Regions from separate parts of the Bombyx mori genome. Here region 2 is linked to region 1. A link is a contact called in public Hi-C data. All regions are on one chromosome and are shown on one strand. Each heading gives the region's core, a stretch centred on a gene start, on an enhancer-like site or on the middle of the called end of the contact. The rest is flanking DNA. Distances are from core to core; before and after follow the strand shown.

The links. A called contact is a pair of places that touch in the nucleus more often than the background predicts.
Region 2: a contact with region 1 is called in a Hi-C map of whole pupa, with 3 times the contacts expected there. The contact joins the enhancer-like site here to the promoter of LOC101741027 in region 1. A contact is called at or near these places in 3 of 7 Hi-C or Micro-C datasets (midgut and whole pupa).

Annotation. Positions count from the first base shown.
Region 1 is chr11:10,221,193-10,224,371 of ASM3026992v2, reverse strand. LOC101741027 (fas-binding factor 1 homolog) reads right to left here and starts at 1,554. Exons shown (of 11, transcript XM_012695033.4): 1 at 1-1,554. The coding sequence starts at 354. It overlaps LOC101741174 (ubiquitin domain-containing protein UBFD1), which reads left to right and starts at 1,577. Exons shown (of 6, transcript XM_038013982.2): 1 at 1,577-1,745; 2 at 1,860-2,290; 3 at 2,367-2,492. The coding sequence starts at 1,733.
Region 2 is chr11:10,255,677-10,258,855 of ASM3026992v2, reverse strand. The region is part of intron 7 of LOC101737965 (rab11 family-interacting protein 4); the gene reads left to right. Among protein-coding and RNA genes, the nearest start is that of LOC119629150, 9.2 kb to the right of the region's middle. Within about 2 kb of position 1,490, at least 8 of the 8 cell types and tissues checked have open chromatin away from gene starts, as enhancers often do.

The DNA of each region.
Region 1 (3,179 bases), core at 305-2,804:
TGGTGATTTAGGAGTAAACTCACTAGTTTTTGTTTTTGTCTCAAGAGGCTGCAATTTGAACGAATCTTTTGAAACGCGTTTCGTAGGACCGGGTGATGTTGTATTTAATTTTGTTTCCCTCGCGTCTTCTTTGCTGAACTCCAATGATACATCTTTAGTGGCAATATCGGGCTTCAGTTTTGTAGCAGGCTTGCCTGCTTGTTCTATTTCAAATAAAGCATTTTTATTTTCTGTTGCTCTAGGATTCGCTTTCTTTGCAGGCTTTTTCTTGCCCAAAATATCGTCATCAAAAAAACTATCATCACTGCCGTCACTCAGGATTCCTGCTAGTGGATCATCCATGTTAAAGTTCATTATCGGAAATAATTATTAGAGAATAGCCCGGATTGGCCCTAACGGTTAATTTTGATTCAGCTTCTTGTTTTAGTTAACACCTTGGTAATCGAAGACAATCATAAGAAAACTATATGAAAATAATGTAATGAGTTAATAAACCTAGGAAACTAAAAAAAGGATTAGTCAGTCATAGAAAAGTATGAAATTATTATCTTAATTGTATTAACTGCTGTTTTTCAGTGTGCGCCTACCTAATCATTAGAAAAGTTTTTGTTTAGAAAATCGCTGCCATGGAAACCAAAAGAAAAAGATTTTTTAAGGTTCTTTTAAAGATTTTAGGCCTGGTAACCAGACCTTTAAGCCAAGTCAGTCCAAGTATTTTCTTCTTAAATTCTGTTGCAATACCAACTACGCGGCGGCGGATAGGTGAGTTTGAAGTCGTCGTGTCTTAAAGGATAAGACGTTCGGTGGACATCTTGCGATGCATCGGAGTTCGAATCCCGGTGATGGGTACCAATTTTTCTAATGAAATACGAACTTTACAAATGTTCACGATTGACTACCACGGTGATGGAATAACGTCGTGTAATAAAAATCAAATCCGCAAAATTATAATTTGCGTAATTACTGGTGGTAGGACCTCTTGTAAGTCCGCACGGGCAGGTACCACCATCCTGCCTATTTCTGCCATAAAGCAGTAATGCGTTTCGGTTTGAAGAGTGGGACAGCCGTTGTAATTATACTGAGACCTTAGAACTTATATCTCAAGGTGGGTGGCGCATTTACGTTGGAGATATTTATGGGCTCCGGTAACCACTTAACACCAGATGGGTGACGAGCACGTCCACACATCTAAGCAAAAAAATAATAATAAAAAAGCTTACGGGGCTCAGTTTGAGAGAACTTGCTAACATTATGCCTAGTAAGAGCAGTTTCTCTGAATCTATAATCGGATCAAAATCGCGACCAAATGAGAAGACCCGGCAACAAACTCAATGGGGGAAAAACAAACGAGATAAAGTTAAACAAAATAATGTCATAGTGTAATGATGGGAATTTACTGATACTTCAGGTTAATTTTTGAAAGAATCGATGAAATCTCACTTGTACAAACAATTAATCGGCCACCATCATTAAATTTTTAAACCTGAAGAAGCACTACATTAATGAAATTTATTAATTCACACAGTTTCACATTTTAGATATATTGGCTACGTTTCCTTTGCCTGCCCGAAGGAAGAGTTAAGCACAAAAAACTCTGTGGTCGTGTTAAAAAATTGTTCGTTTATGTCAGTTTGTCAGTATCGGCTGTCTTCTAATTATTTATTCCAAAACAATATCATAAAATTGCTTTTTTAATTTTTTACAAAATTATACTTAAATTAAACATCACAGTATGGATCACATAGGTGGGAACAACATTGTACCATTTATTTTCGTGAAGTAAAATGAATTTATCAACGTACATCGAGGGTCCTTTTGTTCTAGAAATTTGCTAACTCACGTTTATTTTTATTTGTTAGCATCAGAAAAAGGAGATACAACAGAAAATCAAGATCCAAATTCTGTATCGAATGGCGCAACTAAAATCATGGATAAACCCGTGGTCAACGAAAAAATATTGCAGATAGATCCACCAGCGGAGTGCTCAGCCGGTACATCCGATACCACAGAGGAAAGCGAAGTCTGCGAGATCCCAGAACAAGTCGAATTTACTGTAGTTTTTAACAAAGTGAAACATGATATTACGTTTGCTTACGACGCCACAGTGTTAGAACTAAAAGCTCATTTGGAAAGGATATGCGGCGTTCCGCAATCAGCTCAAAAATTAATCATCAAAGGTATGGCTCGCGATGAAATGACGCTCAGGAAAGCTGGAATCGTCAAAGGAGGAAAAGTTATGCTTGTAGGATCCAAAATGGATGACATATTGGCTGTGAAAAGTGTCCCAAAGGTAAACCTTTATGATAGTTCACATTAGTCATTTCTTGCTCTCCATACACATTAATTGGTTCTATTTCAATTCTCAGGAAATTTTAGAAGAAAAAGCTACAACCCAAACTAGTAAAGAACCATTATGCATGCAAAAAATTCATAGGAAAGTACTTGATAAAGGTATTCCGCCTGATGTAATGCCAGGAATTAAAGGAGTAAAGGTAAAAATTCAATTTAATATTCTTATGCTACAGTAGAGACCATAAAACTCATATCTGAAGGTGAATGGCAGCATATACGTTGTAGATGTCTACGGGCTCCAGTAACCACAGTAATACATTGAATATTTAATGTAGTCTTGCAAAACATAATCATGATCTTAAGGCTCTAAATTACAATGTAGTGATTGTGCTCTTTGGGAACCACCAAATAACAAGTAGGCTGTTTGCCGTTGCTTTTTAAGTTAATTATCTTTCCACTTGGAAAATTACTTTAATCTATGGTACTACTACTACTACTTTACCTCAATTTTCTTGTTAAATTGTTATGGATAATGTGTGTCCTAATAGTAAATATTTCACTAAATAACATTTTGAACACACATTGGAAACCTTAAATTCTTTGAACAAAGCACAATAAGTATTGGAATACTGCCAAATACCTTTCACGAACTGATAAATTTATCTTGACAATTCATGGTTATGTTATTTTGTCATCATCTCTAATGTTTATTCTATCTCTTATAAAAGTTTTGTTTAAACAAAATGAGTGTGTGGTTAATATATTTTTATTTAGTGAGTAACTTCATTGAAACCTTTTATATAATATCTGCAATGAGATTGAGAATTATAAAAAGGTGCATTTTCCTTCTATAATTCCTATTGCTCAATATTTCTAATAGTTTATTA
Region 2 (3,179 bases), core at 241-2,740, 35 kb before region 1:
TTCCTTAAGATATGCGCTTTAAGACTTAAAGTATTAAAATTAAAACTGAAAAAATACAATTACTCAATTACATTTTTGGCGTTTATCAAAAAACAAGAATTTTGGATTGAGCCACTTTAATTCTAAAGGTGCGATATGTGGAACGCTAAGTTTAATTGTTCTTAGATTTTTGCTATCCCTTGTACTATTTATGCTGAATAAAAAAAAAAAAAAAATACAATTATCCGTCTTCCAATTGAACGATCCCACAATGGGCTAGTCGAGATAAACGTGAATGGAATTTCTAAAGCCGATCCAGCCATATGGCATAGACATCCGCCGTTTAGTTATCAAAGGAAACGTTCAAATAAACAATTGCCTTTCACATAATAACTTACGATACTCATAAATAAATCATGTCTATTCTACGTTAAATGTGCGTATATTAAGATATTGCTTCACAGTCTGTGTTGTAAGCCAATAAAGCTCGTAATAACAACACTCAATCCAAATTTCCGACCGCGAATTTCACACGATTCAAACAATACCTTCTACAGATTTCGATTACACGATTTGTTTTGCTACATTTTTTTTCTGTTATGTTCTATAATTATATCTTTAACAGGCAATACAAGCGAAGTGTTTTATTTACTCTTCGTATTTTATTTATACGGGCAAATTCAAGCCATCGATCGACATTGAGCTAATTAAAAACCTATGAATGCAAGTTGCAAGACAGGTTTATACGGATTTACATTTATATCCGAACAACTATTGCACGTTCGCCTAGTTAATTCACTTTCTTTATCACTTTCTTATGTCAAGCTTTTTACTGTTGGGACGACGTATTGAACTCGCTCGAGTAGTGATTGTACCTTACTAAGTTCTGGTGCAACAAATTCAAATGGACCCTAAACACATCCATTTCGAGAATAAAAAAAAATATGGCCTATATAATATTTCTAGCATAAACCGTACAAAAACATTCAACTGTTACTAGATGGTAAATAAGTACTTTTTTTATTTCGGTATATGTAATTATGTGGTTCATCCAGAGCGACAATGGTACCCGAGGGAGTCTGATGTGATCGTGGTCCCTCGCCCGTTAAATTACGAACTGCAGACAGACTAGGGGAGCCCGTGAAAGGGGTTATTGCCTTGTTACTACACATCAGACAATCATGCATACGTGTAGGGAGCGAATAAACTTTATTCATGTGGCGCTGTGGCTTCGGCCAGCTGATAATCATGTCGCGTCACGGGCGGGGTGCGCGGGCCGTGTTAGCTGTCCGCCTTGCCGCCTTCCCGCCTTCAGTGTTCCACGCGATACTGTGCTAACGTCACGTACTCTTGCCGGTTCATTTAAAGTTTTATTTTCGATTGTGGTTTTATCGTTTCCATTAAATATATAAACGTTGCAAGTGAGACTTTCGGTCGATATCAGTCGTTGTGTATGAACAATGTCAGAGCCGACGTCAAAAACATTGAATCGGCTTCGTAGAAGTCGACTGATGCTCAATATTTTGATTCTCCTGTATGACAACAACTAAAACTTTTTTTGACCTCTGGTTTTGATTAAGGAATAACTCTTAAGTGTGACAATTAAATTCGAAGTGAAAATGTGACACAAAGTTATTAATACTGCTCAGTGGATTACGTGAACTGTATGTGTAGACTCTTTGATGATCAAATTAGAAAAATCTTTTTTTCGAATCAATAACGATCACTTTAATTATTGTGCCATTGAAATCTTAAGCTTAATACTCAAGAAATTAATTATAATTGTGTTCTGAAGTCAATTTACATATAAGTCAATAAGTACTTAGTATTTATGAATAGTGCAATATTGGAACAAATCCAAAGATAATTACTGTATAGTGAAAAGCGAAATTTTAAATGTTCAAGTCCGGTTTGTTCAATCGGTCAAGAGGGACAATGGGTGACCCGATCGAGGTGGAAGATAGCTTAGAGCTAGAATATGATATGTGGGATGGCCAGTTCGACTTTGTCGGGCCTCAGGGTCCGCCTCCAGAGGTGAGGAACCGAATAACTTCGGACGCTAGCCTCACCGAGGACCTGTTCACGGGCGGTCCGTTGACTCCGCATCTATCCAACGGCCTGAACGGCGGGAAGAAAACGGCCGCGCATCAGTGGTGTGACAATTTATCCGACCAAGTGAGAACCATTCAGTTCTTTATCCCAAAACTTAAAAAAACATTGATTAAAACCGCATTTCGTTTGAAAACACACTTAGAAAATAACTTACAACCACTTTAGTGCTTAATAAACTACATAAATCAAGTTTTATATTTTCAGTAAGATTCGAATATCGAAAAAAATAGACAATGCGTATAACTCAGAAGCAGATGTAACGCATTTATTTTTTATTTATACATTAATTACTATTTCAAAGTAGGGAGTTACACTAGCTCAATGAAATCATTTTAGGCGTCATAGTTTATTATTCCTTGTTAACCGTGCGTCAGTTTAATACTAAACATTCGTAAAATGAATACTTTTCTTTGTCATTGCTTATTAAATGATTCAGTTAAATAGGTATAGTATATATTTACGAGAAAAATAGCTGAAATTAAAATTTGTAGTGCATACAATTCTATTTATTTAAAGTAACAAAATAATCAAACTACCGTCTTCTGTATAGAACTATGCGTATTCTCGTTTCATAAGTATTTCTTGTTTTTTTTTTTAAATCAATCTTATACCTTTAAACGAGCAATTCTTGTATATTAATATATATGTATATAATCTGAATCTCGGAAACGGCTCCAACGATTTTCATAAAATTTAGTATACAGGGGATTTCGGGGGCGATAAATCGAACTAGCTACGATTTATTTTCTGAAAATGTTGTTTTATTCGTGTTTTCAATAATCAACTCTTCCCGACATCTATTGGGGAATAATAGTACTATTTTTCTTAATTGAGGGCAACTAACCGCTTTAAAAACACAACAAGATGGCGTTATCAAAAAAAAAACCGAGCAAAGCTCGGTCATCATCTAGTCCCAATAAATCATTACATCAAGTACGAAGTTACAAAGATGAAATTTCCATTCAAAAATTGACAGCATAAAGTGCTTGCATTTTCAATAGCTCCCGATAAGTATCTATTCGATGCGGGTAGAAACTGAAGGCATTATTCAATTCTATTTTATAGAAACGTTACTGCTGTTACCATTT